2 separate regions of the Mus musculus genome follow, and region 2 is linked to region 1. A link is a contact called in public promoter capture Hi-C data. All regions are on one chromosome and are shown on one strand. The core of a region is the stretch at or near the end of the contact, and the rest is flanking DNA. Distances in the headings are between cores, read along the strand shown.

What was found. Capture Hi-C pulls out chosen DNA fragments and counts their contacts.
Region 2: a contact with region 1 is called in a promoter capture Hi-C map of liver, with 2.3 times the contacts expected there. The contact joins the promoter of Ttc16 here to the promoter of Slc27a4 in region 1. A contact is called at or near these places in 3 of 39 promoter capture datasets (hematopoietic stem and progenitor cells, liver and pre-B cells) and 1 of 9 other capture datasets (liver).

Annotation. Positions count from the first base shown.
Region 1 is chr2:29,801,093-29,806,781 of GRCm38.p6, forward strand. It overlaps Slc27a4 (solute carrier family 27 (fatty acid transporter), member 4), which reads left to right and starts at 1,542. Exons shown (of 13, transcript NM_011989.5): 1 at 1,542-1,868; 2 at 3,068-3,234; 3 at 4,524-4,918. The coding sequence starts at 3,074.
Region 2 is chr2:32,771,609-32,776,957 of GRCm38.p6, forward strand. It overlaps Ttc16 (tetratricopeptide repeat domain 16), which reads right to left and starts at 4,025. Exons shown (of 15, transcript NM_177384.3): 1 at 3,723-4,025; 2 at 3,440-3,487; 3 at 2,783-2,949; 4 at 2,374-2,464; 5 at 2,057-2,200; 6 at 502-602; 7 at 281-410. The coding sequence starts at 3,740. It overlaps Ptrh1 (peptidyl-tRNA hydrolase 1 homolog), which reads left to right and starts at 4,213. Exons shown (of 5, transcript NM_178595.3): 1 at 4,213-4,287; 2 at 4,696-4,915; 3 at 5,099-5,198. The coding sequence starts at 4,222.

The sequences.
Region 1 (5,689 bases), core at 292-2,791:
CTACAGAGTGAGTTCCAGGACAGCCAGGGCTACACAGAGAAACCCTGTCTCAAAAAACCAAATAAATAAATAATAAAGTTATGTACCACCATGCTTACCTGACCCCCAAACCCACTTTTGTGGGGTGTTGTTTTGTTAGTTTGTTTTTGAGACAGGGTCTCACTATGTAGCCCTGGCTGTCCTGGAACTCACTATGTAGACCAGGCTGGCCTCGAACTCAGAGATTCATTTGCCTTTGCCTCCCGAGTGCTGGGGTTAAAGGTGTGTGCCACCACCACCGCTGTGCTTGATCCCCTAAAGCCCACCTTTAATCCATAAGAAGGCACAGATTTGGAACTCTCTGCTGAGAACATGATTCTCTTGTTGGTCTGTGATGCACATGTCTATGAACATGGGGCACCTGCTATTATAGCCCTAGAGACATCCTTTAGCTTACTATCCAGCCTCTCCAATGGATGCAATCCTGAGCAGGTCCAGACCATCTTCATACCAAAATGTCATCTGTAATCCCTATAAACAGACCTTGAAGGTTGCCCCTTCCCCCCTTAAGAACTTGACTAGGTTGAGTCATTGAAGGGGCTATTTAAGAACAGAGGCAGTAATAGGCACGTTGCATAGTCACCCCAGAACTTTTCAGAGGCTCTCAATCCAACGGCTGTGAGTCTAGACCCTTGCCCACAGCCTGACAAAGCTCACAGTTTACAAAGGAACCAGTGTTCGGGAGTGTTATCAGTCAGGGTTAAAGTTAGTTACACAGGCTTTAAATCCTGACCTTTGAGGAGATCCCCTGAAGCTACTCCTCCTGGCTCTTCAGTTCTTTTTGAACCTTGCAAAGGTACTGAAAACTGTAAAAGTCCTGAGGGAACAATCATACTCAGCTGTGGTGAATGACCATTCCAGAATGGTCTAGAAGCCCAATGCCCTGTGTATTCTGCCAGAATCCAGCTTTTTTTTTTTTTCAGCAAGTGGTATTGAACATTTGCTAAATTCTATTTCAAGACAAATGTAGTAGTTAATGTCTGTAATGCCAGCGCTCTGGGCTGAAGTAGATTAACTACAGCAAGATCCAGGGCAAAGTTACTACCCTGTTTCAAAAAACAAACAGGACTGACAAGGTGGATCAGGAAAAGGTGCCTGTTCCCAAGACTGAGGGCCAAGCCTAGTAACCTTAGTATGATCCCTGGAGCCCATGGTGTAAGAACAGAACCAACTCCCACGAGTTGTCCTCTGACCACACAGGGTCTTTGGCATATGTATCTACACATACACAAATAAGCAAACAAATGTAAATAATAATAATAAGTTAAACAAATTCTACTTGGGCCTTAGCTTCTGGCTATGTATTCTCAAATGGTCTGTGGGCGGGTTTATGCTACCTGGATCCCCTGGTCCAGGAAATGGCAGAGAGGAACGACCCAAGGAGCACTGCCTGACCAGGGCAACTTCAGCAGCCTGAACAAGCTAGACTACTAGGACTACAACTCCCAGCATGCCGTGCGGCTCAGCCTACCACTCCCAGCGGGCCGGGCGGCTGCGGAGGCAGTGGTGCGCGCAGGGCTGGAGGGGCTGGGCGGTGTCGGGCGCGCTGGGGCTGGGTTGCGCTGAGGTGCACGGACTCAGAAGCTCGCCCTCTGCGGGGACGGCACAGAAGGCGGTGCTGCCGGCTGGCACAGCCGGTGCGGGTGCGGGAGGCGGGTGGGGGTGGAGCGGGGCAGAGGTACAGACCCTACAAGGACGAGGAGTGGGCCAGACGCACCGAGGCTCGGCTGTGTGTGCCCCGGGGCGGCCGATGCCCCCAGCGCACCGCACTCCGCTGCCGCAACCGGGCCGCATCCTGACGGGGCGCCGCGCCGCGCAGCCGCAGCCGGGTGAGCTAAGGCGGGGACGGCGGCTTTCTGAGCGGGGAAAATGTGCCAGGCCGAGCAGGGGGAGACGGCGGTGCCGGCTCGGACTGAGGGGCGCGCCCTCCTTCTCCCAACCCCGAGAACGCTCTGATGTCCTGGCTATCTAGAGGCAATCGGTCCGTGGCGCCCCTCCTGTCCTGTCTCCTCTCTCAGCGGTCTTGGACCGGCTCCTAGCTTGCTTTTTGACTGCCTCTGTCAGAGAGCTAAGGATCTTAGCGATCCTGCGGTAGTCCTCCCACCCATTGCTTTATGCTTTTCTCCAGAAGGCAGTCTCATAAGGGATTCCCTGTGTTCCAGGCCGTGGTCCTCCGCCTAGCTTGGAGATATTCAGGCTACTTCATATCTTTGACCTTCCTCTCTTCCCAAGAAAAGCAATCCATTAGCAGTCCTCTTGACTAAATCCATAAAGAAGAGGGAATAGAGCGTGGGCCTTAATCTCTGCCCTGGGCTTCAACACAGCCTTTCCCCTTCTCAGCCCTAGTCCTCAAAGATCCATCTGAATGTGTGGGTACTTCCAAATCCTTTTCCTGTCCAACAATCACCTCTTTCCACCCTACCCCTGGGCTGTCACCTCTCAGGCCCCTCCTGCCTCTAAGCCATTTGCTGGCTCGCCCTCTATGGACCGGTAGAGGCACAACGCTACCTTGAGTCTGTGGGCCAGAGACTGTGCAGGGCTCCCTTCCCAGGAAGCTGCCCTTTTTGGTGTTGTCATTTCCAGAACCTCCTGGAGTCCCTAGGAGAGACACTTCTATCAGCACCTGTCTCCCGGCCATCTGGTTAGGTTGCTTGAATATCGGTGAATGGACTGTCCTGTTTGGGTTAGAAAGGTTCTAAGAACAAGTCTTACTAGCCCAATGCATAGAGCAAGGTGCTATGGCCTGAAGTAGGAAAGGGGCTAGCACAAGGTCACTTGACAAGGTGGTCAAAGATAGAACCAGAAGCTAGATCATCCTCTTGTTTCTTAACCCCAGAGCTGTAGATTTCAAGGCCCCTCCAACTTGGCATGGAACCAAAGCCTTGAACCTTTTTTAAGCCACCCCTTTTAAGGTGACTAGGCAATCCCCATAGGCTGACCCTTTGGGCTCATACTGAAGTGGCTGCTGGTGCAGAAGTAGCGGCCCCTAAAGAAGGAATTGTGTCTCCTAACCACCTTGTACCTGCAGGTCACAATGCTACTTGGAGCATCTCTGGTGGGGGCGCTACTGTTCTCCAAGCTAGTGCTGAAGCTGCCCTGGACCCAGGTGGGATTCTCCCTGTTGCTCCTGTACTTGGGGTCTGGTGGCTGGCGTTTCATCCGGGTCTTCATCAAGACGGTCAGGAGAGATATCTTGTGAGTACCATATCTAGCCTCCCTTGGGGTCTCAACTGTGCTGGGCTTTACCAGCCATTATCCCTGCCAGCACAAGACATCTGGGTTATTAAAGGAACAGTGTCTTCTCTTTGCCCTTCTCCTGGCATACCTAGAACTTTCATCTCCAAGGTCAAGGTCTCAAGGAATCTCCTAACCCCGAGACTCCTTGACCTGGGGCACAAATCAAAGCAGATCTGTTGAAAGATGTGTCTGAGAAGGGTCACGAGGACACTGTTCATGGCAAGGTGAAGAAGACCCCAGAGGAAAAGGACCTTTCCTTAGGTTGGCACAGCCTGAAAGAGCCCAGGGGGACACTGGATGCTAGCACAAATCCTGAGTTAGACAGCTGGGAGAAATTGCTCCTAGCTGCTCTATGCTAGGCTGGTTCTGAGGGTCAGAGAGGAAGAAGCTCAGACTTTTAGGAGGTAAGAAAGGGACGAAGTAACTCCCTAAACTGTCTGTGCTATTGCTGCAGAGACCCTGGTGGTCTTGCTCACTCCTGTGTTCTAGTACCCGGAAAAGGGAGCCTTGCCTAGAATGGACAGCTCAGTGTTTGTCAGTCTGGGCTGACTATAAGAGGTGTCTAGTGGCCCCACAGGAGCTGTGGGAGCATGGGATAAAGAGAGCAAGCCCCAGGTGAGGAACTTGGGCGGGAAACCCAAGAGGTCTCCTGAAGGGAAAGGACTCTCTGTTTGAAAGGTGCTGTGCAGGTGGGGGAGGGGGACAGAGCACAGCCAGAGGACCCAGCACTGACAAAGAAGTAGCAGTTGGCAGTGTGGGATATGGGGGTAGGGTGGGGGTTCCACAAGCTCTGGACATTTTCCCTGTGCCCAGCATGGAGAAGGCCTAGGAGACAAGGTAGTAAAGGTGACAGGTACCTGCTTCCACCTGCAGGGAGAAAGCTCACCCCTGAGCTTCTATGGCAGTGAGGGCTACGGGGAGCTCCCGATCTCCAGATCAGGAATGGAGACTATGGGCTTGGGGCCCCACCCCAGAGGGCTTCTAGCAGAACAGCAGACTTAGAAGAATAAGAGTAGAACTCTGAGCCGGGCGTGGTGGCACACGCCTTCAGTCCCAGCACTTGGGAGGCAGAAGCAGGCAGGTCTCTTGAGTTTGAAGACAACTGGGGCTACACAGAAATCCTGTCTCAGAGAACCAAAAGACTAAAAGCTAGCTAGCTGGTTCCTGAGCCTCAGGCTGTTTGGACAGCAGCCTGGGCAGTGTCAGGAGCCTGGCTTAGCACTGATAGCTTCTTTCCTCCCACACAGTGGTGGCATGGTGCTCCTGAAGGTGAAGACCAAGGTGCGACGGTACCTTCAGGAGCGGAAGACGGTGCCCCTGCTGTTTGCTTCAATGGTACAGCGCCACCCGGACAAGACAGCCCTGATTTTCGAGGGCACAGACACTCACTGGACCTTCCGCCAGCTGGATGAGTACTCCAGTAGTGTGGCCAACTTCCTGCAGGCCCGGGGCCTGGCCTCAGGCAATGTAGTTGCCCTCTTTATGGAAAACCGCAATGAGTTTGTGGGTCTGTGGCTAGGCATGGCCAAGCTGGGCGTGGAGGCGGCTCTCATCAACACCAACCTTAGGCGGGATGCCCTGCGCCACTGTCTTGACACCTCAAAGGCACGAGCTCTCATCTTTGGCAGTGAGATGGCCTCAGGTGAGCTGCATGTGGGAGACCCGTGGGACCTTGCACAGATGACAGCTCTGTTCTATTCCCGAGGGAGGCTGTATGAGTCTCGGCACCAGAGCTTCTGGACCTGCCAGGGATGCTGCAGAGCCTTTATGAACCACAGGTCTCCTGAGCCTTGGTTTCCCTAGCCGCAGCACCACAGATCTCAAGAAGGTCTTGCTCTTAAGCACCCACAGAGTGGCCAGTGCTGTCTGGTCCTTGGGTAGATTGGCCTCGTCTGCTTTATCTGTACAAGGGGAGCAGAACTTAGGTCCCTTCCTTCCTCTCAGACCTGGCTTTTATTTCTTGCTGAGTCAGGGATGAAAAGTGCTGAGCATGGAGCTTTCCGAAGCTCTGATCTTCACTAAGACTGAAGAGACTGCAGTTGTCATCTTGGTTTTTGGACTGTGAGTCAGGTTCAGAGGGAAGTGAGGTGTTCACCTAGCATCACACAGACACAGCAGGCTTACGAGTTGATCTCAGGCTGGACCACAGACTTCCTGGTCTTTCTCCCTATACTGCTGTGGTCATGAGGTAGTGGGAGAGGTGTTAAGATGCTCCAAGTGGAGAAGAAAGAATACAGCAGTGAGAGAAGCCCTTTCGGTGAGTCAGAGGGAAGCCAGGAAGACTGAAGACATAGCTCTTTCATTCATAGTACTGAAGAAGGAATTTAAAGCTAGGCAAAGCAGAACCAGCAGGCCAGGATCGTCTCATGCCCAGAGTGAATAGAGTCTCTGCCGCTCCAAGAGGCCTGAGAAA
Region 2 (5,349 bases), core at 2,775-5,274, 3.0 Mb after region 1:
ACAAACAGAAAAGAAAGAAAAAAAGAAAGGAAGGAAGGAAGGCAAGAGGAAGAAGCACGACCGCTAAGGTCTATGGTGTCCTGGATGCCACACAGCTGAGGGCTGGGGACATGGCTCAGCTTCCTACCAGAGTCAGGGCTGAGTGATGAAGGGGGGGAGGGGCCTTAGGTACTGTGTGGAGAGCTGGCCTTGCCTCCTTTATCAACTTGGGACACAGAGGGTCTGGCGGTAGGAAGTGCAGCTCCCCAGGCACCTGCTTGCCTCGCCCACTATGCATTACCTTCTGGAAGAAGTTGTAGAGCCGAGCCCGGAGGATGTAGACATCAGCGCTGGCCCTGCCCTGCTTCACCTCCCTAGTGATGAGGGCGAGGCAGTCGTGATACCGCTTGAGGGCCAGCAGGCAGGCCATGCTGGGGGCAGAGGGCAGAGGGCAAAGGGCATTCAGCCTGGGGCTGTAAGAGGCTGCTGCCAGGAGAGGGCGTGGTGGTGTGAGACACTCACCATCGGTAACTGAAGGAAGCGTTTTGGGGCTGGAGGTCGGAGGCTTGCAGGAAGACACAGAGGGCTTCCTGGAAGTCACACAGCTCATACAGGCACTGACCCTGAGGAGACACGGCTGTCAGCTCCGCTCAGAACTCCAGCTCTGATGACCTCCACAGGTGGCAGAGGACAGGGAGAGGGACTTGAACAGAGACAGAGACTTCAAGAGACAGAGATGGAAACAAGATACAGAGCAGAGAGACACCAAGAAACGTGGAGGAATACAGCAACACAGAGATTCCAGACAGAATGGGGCAACAGGTGAGGGCAGCGGGGCTCCGGCCAAAGGTCTAGAATTCACAAGTGTTCCCCATTTCAGATGAAGGAACCCAGGATCAGGGAGGTGAAGTGACTCGCCACAGGTCACACAGGAAGTGAGCTAGCACGACACAGGCCCTCAACAGTTCTATCAGTTATCTGAATGCCTCGAGGGCTCTCCTGCCTTGTCTGGTATATTTGTCTTATTAACGTTTCACAGTGTAACTCATACTGGCCGGGAACCATGCAACCCAGACAGACCTTGAACTCATGAGACTCTTCCTGCCTCAGTTTCTGGTGTGCAGAGTGTGCAAGCCTGAGCCACCATGTCTGGCCCAATGTTTCTTTTTTATGATGTGCATTTATTCTGTGGTGTGTGGGGGCAGGCACATGCCGCAGCACACGTGTGAAAGTCATAGCTAACTGTGGCAGTCTGGTTTCTTCCCACCGTGTGCATCTCAGCTATCACACGGAGGTAGTCAGGCTTAAGAAGCAGATGCTCTTACCTGCTCAGTCGTGTCACTGGCCACCCAAGCTTCTTTGTAGGAACTGAGGGGCTTGGTGTTTTGTGGCACTGGTGCTTGGACTCAGACCCTTTCCTAGGCAAATGGTCTACCACTGTTGCACTCAACTCAACTTCTAGCCAATATCTGACTTTCAAAAGAACTTTCAAAAGACACTGACGGTACTGAGATGACTCAGTGGGTACAGGCACTTCATCATCAGGCCTGCCGATGCCCAGGGCCCACCCACATAGTACAAGGAGACATCTGACTTCTGACCTCCCTAGGCACACAGATGCACACATACACACAAGCACACATGCTCAAGTCAATGTCAAAATAAATGTTAAGCAGTTAAAATTCCACTTAGTACTAGGGACAGCACTCAGAGCCCTCTGTGTGCCAAGCTGCCATCCTACCACTGAGTCACACCCCTTACGGACCCAACCCACCCAAATCGAATTTAAAATTTAGTTCAGTCATACTTGCCACACTGTAAGGACTCAACATTTCCATGTGGCCAGTGGTGACCCTATTGGATAGTGTGGGTAGGTCAGAGCCTTACTGCAGAAGTTCTAGACACCTCCAGCTAAATTAATAAATCAGCGATGGGGGCAGCTGGTGTAAACAGGTGCACAGACCGGGAGTCCCCAAGAACTCAGATCCTATCCCAGGAAGGCTCCCTGTAGGTGAAGGGCAAGCCAGTAGCTGGGGATAAGGTGAGAAGTCCCCTGCGGGTGGGGCAGCTGAGGCACCTGTAGGTAGAGCACAAAGGCCAGCCGGTTCAGGTACTTGTTATTCCCTGGGTCATAGGAGTAGGCCCTGCGGAGGTTCTGGAGGGCAGAGGAGAAGTCACAGAGTTGGATGAAGGCCTCAGCACGGAATACATAGAAGTCTACCTAAAGGCAAAGAGACCCTGGCTGTTATTTCCTCTCCAACTTCTTCCCTTCCAGGTGGTTCCAGAATCTGATGGTCCTGGGAGGAAGGGCTAAGCAGGTTTGACAGTGACAGGGGGTGGGGGACTTATGCCCAGCCAGTTGCTCCCTGGGGACCACTCTGACTCTCCTCTTACCAGTTTGGGGTCCAGGTGGAGGGCACGGGAGAAGAACAGCACAGACATCTCCCAGTCCTCTTGTAGGAGGCACTGATGGCCTTGGTTATAGCTGTGAGGACAGGACAGGACAGGACAGGACAGGCAGTGGATCTGGTATTGATCTGGGACCAGCCCAGGACCTTCTCAGGGCTAGAATGGGGTATGCAGGAGGGAGGGCTGAGGTAAAGAGGCTGCAAAAGCCATCAGAGCTCCACAGAGGCCAGGCTGACCTTCCTGGAGCTCTTCCAGGGCATCAGCCCCTTATCCCTCTACCCTCGCTGTTCACTGAGACCCAGAGAGGGATAGCAGCCAGCTTGCAGCTGAACCCAGTATTAATAATGGTTTTGTAGAGTAGGAACCTGGAGTTGGAGACAAAGAAGTCACTCACTACTCTCTGACTTTGGCAGGCACTGTTGATCCTATCATCCTTCGTTTTGTAGGATCTGTCATAACATAGAACACATGACTGGTCCCAAAGATGCGTCGCAGGATCTTCTCTGGGGCTTCAGGAACCTTTAGCTTTGGAGTTTTCTGGGAACGGGCACTGTGAGGCTCCTGGAACCAAGCCAGGGGCAGTAAGCTCAGAAGGCCTCAGGAACACTTCCCCCAGGAGCTTTGCCTACTGGAAGAGGTGTGAAGAGGCCTCCTGGTAGAAGGCACACCTAGTCTGGGGTTCAACAGTCCCCCAGGGCTCCAACATTTCTCTAGCCCTGCCTCTCTCCCTGTCCTGTGGTCAAGGTCAAGGAACCACTGCACCCTCTGCTCTCCTCTTGGGCTTTGTCTGCTCTCACCTTGTGCTCTAGCTGCTCATCGTTTTCAGACCCTGCTGCACAAGGTTCCTTGTGACTCCCGCCCTGGGATTCTCACACTCGTCAGGTCACATTGAGCAAGCACTTCACCTGACTTCTTCCCAGGGCTTCTCACCTCTGTGTGATCACCCTTCCCATAGTCACCAGAATCGGGGAACCTATGTCTCATCAGTCCTCAAGTTCTGTGTTTCACTCCTCAAAATCTCTCCACTTGGGCTGGGCACGGTAGTGCATACCTTTAATAACCCCGTTCTAGAGCTAGAGGCAGATGGAGTTCTCTGAGTCTATAAAACAAACAAACAAAACCCCAAAACGTTAAAACAACAACAACCCCCCCAAAAAATCTCTCTGCCCTCTCTCTCCCTTAGGACTGGGAGGCCAGTCACCCTTCTCCCCTACCACACTACAAATGATGACCTCTGACCTCTCCCAGTTCCCCTGAAGGGCTTGACTGGCTCTTCCTCAAGCCCTTCTTGCGGCCCCGACCTCTGCCTCAGCTTTCCCCTTCTCAGCCCTCACCTTGCTTCTGTCTGTCATGGCCAGGTTTCTAGGCTAACTTCTGGGCTAAGCATACTCTGAGGTTCCCTAGCTCCGTTGTTGCTAGGCACCAGGTCCACGATGTCCATAGGCCCCGCCCACTTGGCCCCGCCTCCGAGAGTCACTAGAAACTCAGCAAGGCAAGCCAAGGCCTAAGTCAAGGAAAGAACCTATGGGCAGTGCACGCCGACGCGGGCCAGGGTAGAAACTTAACGAGGTACCAGCCCTCGAGCAAAGGCCGAGCAAAGGCTGAGCCATACAGGGTGACGCGTCGCGGAGGAATGCACCCAGACACTCGCCCGGGCCCGCGATCCACCCACTTCCGCCCCGCAGAGACATGGCGGACGCCAAACCCAGCCTGGATTGGGCGTCGCTGGACATGTCGTGATGCTATTGGCTTAGGGATGCCTGACGTCAAGGGGCGGGGTCCTGGCTGTGAATGGGAGTCGGCACGTTGAAGTCCGGTCTTTTTAGTCCAGGGATGCGGCGGAGTTGGGCCTTGAGCCGGCAGGTTTCCGAGGCTCGGTTCCCCGGGAAGCGGTGGCTGGTGAGTGGGGCGTGGGTGGCTACACAGGGACGCGGGGCTTGGCTCCGCAGCTACGCTTACATTTAAGTGTATGCGTTGTATGCATGTGCCCTGTGGCTGTCAGAGGGCAACTTAGGAGAGGGTTCTTTCCACCATGTGGGTTCTGGGGATCGAACCCAGGTTGTCAGGGTTAGCAGCAACCTTACCTTCGGAACCATCTTTTCGGGATAGTTGTCCCTTTTTCTACTTAGTCAAATAGGCGCAATACTAACTGGCTCCAAACTTTTAGTTTTGCTCTTGCACCAGGGAGCGGCATCCTCTGGCTGGTGGGGCCTCCAGGAGTTCCCAGACCCTTAAGTGCTCCTTCCCAATACTGTCGCTTCTGTTTCCTGGTCAATGTTTTGGGTCCTGAGTGAGTGTTGCCTACAGGTGGCTGGCCTGGGGAACCACGGAATGCCCGGCACCCGGCACAGTGTGGGCATGGCGGTGCTGGGGCAAATAGCAAGGCGACTGGGAGTGGCGGAGAATTGGACTCGTGACTCGCGCTGTGCTGCTGACCTCGCCCTGGCCCCGCTCGGGGATGCTCAGCTGGTACTGCTCCGGCCGCGGCGCCTCATGAACGTCAACGGGCGCAGCGTAGCCCGAGCTGGTGAGTTGTAGGTTTCATGGATAAGAGGGCACAGGGACCAGAGAGAGGGTTCAATTGTGACAAGTGCCTGGTGAGCCCCAATTACTACAGTGAAGGCTTGGGGAAGCCTGTTTACATATGGGGGTTGTTGTGACCCCTCTGAGCAGATATGCAGTAACTAGAGTGTTGTTTCCCTGTGCCAAGCGGAGCTGTTTGGGCTGACTGCGGAGGAGATCTATCTGGTCCATGATGAACTGGACAAGCCGTTGGGAAAGCTGGCTCTGAAGCTGGGGGGCAGCGCAAGGTGAGGCTCTTATGTGCGTAGGTTTGGGTAGGGATGCTGGCCTCTGTTGGAGTGGAGTAAGATTGTTGAGACTATCTATCTCGATAGGCTGGGCTGCTCTGAAGAAGGCCTGGGCAAGGGAATGGAGGAAGGGCACTGCCTCAGAAAGTAC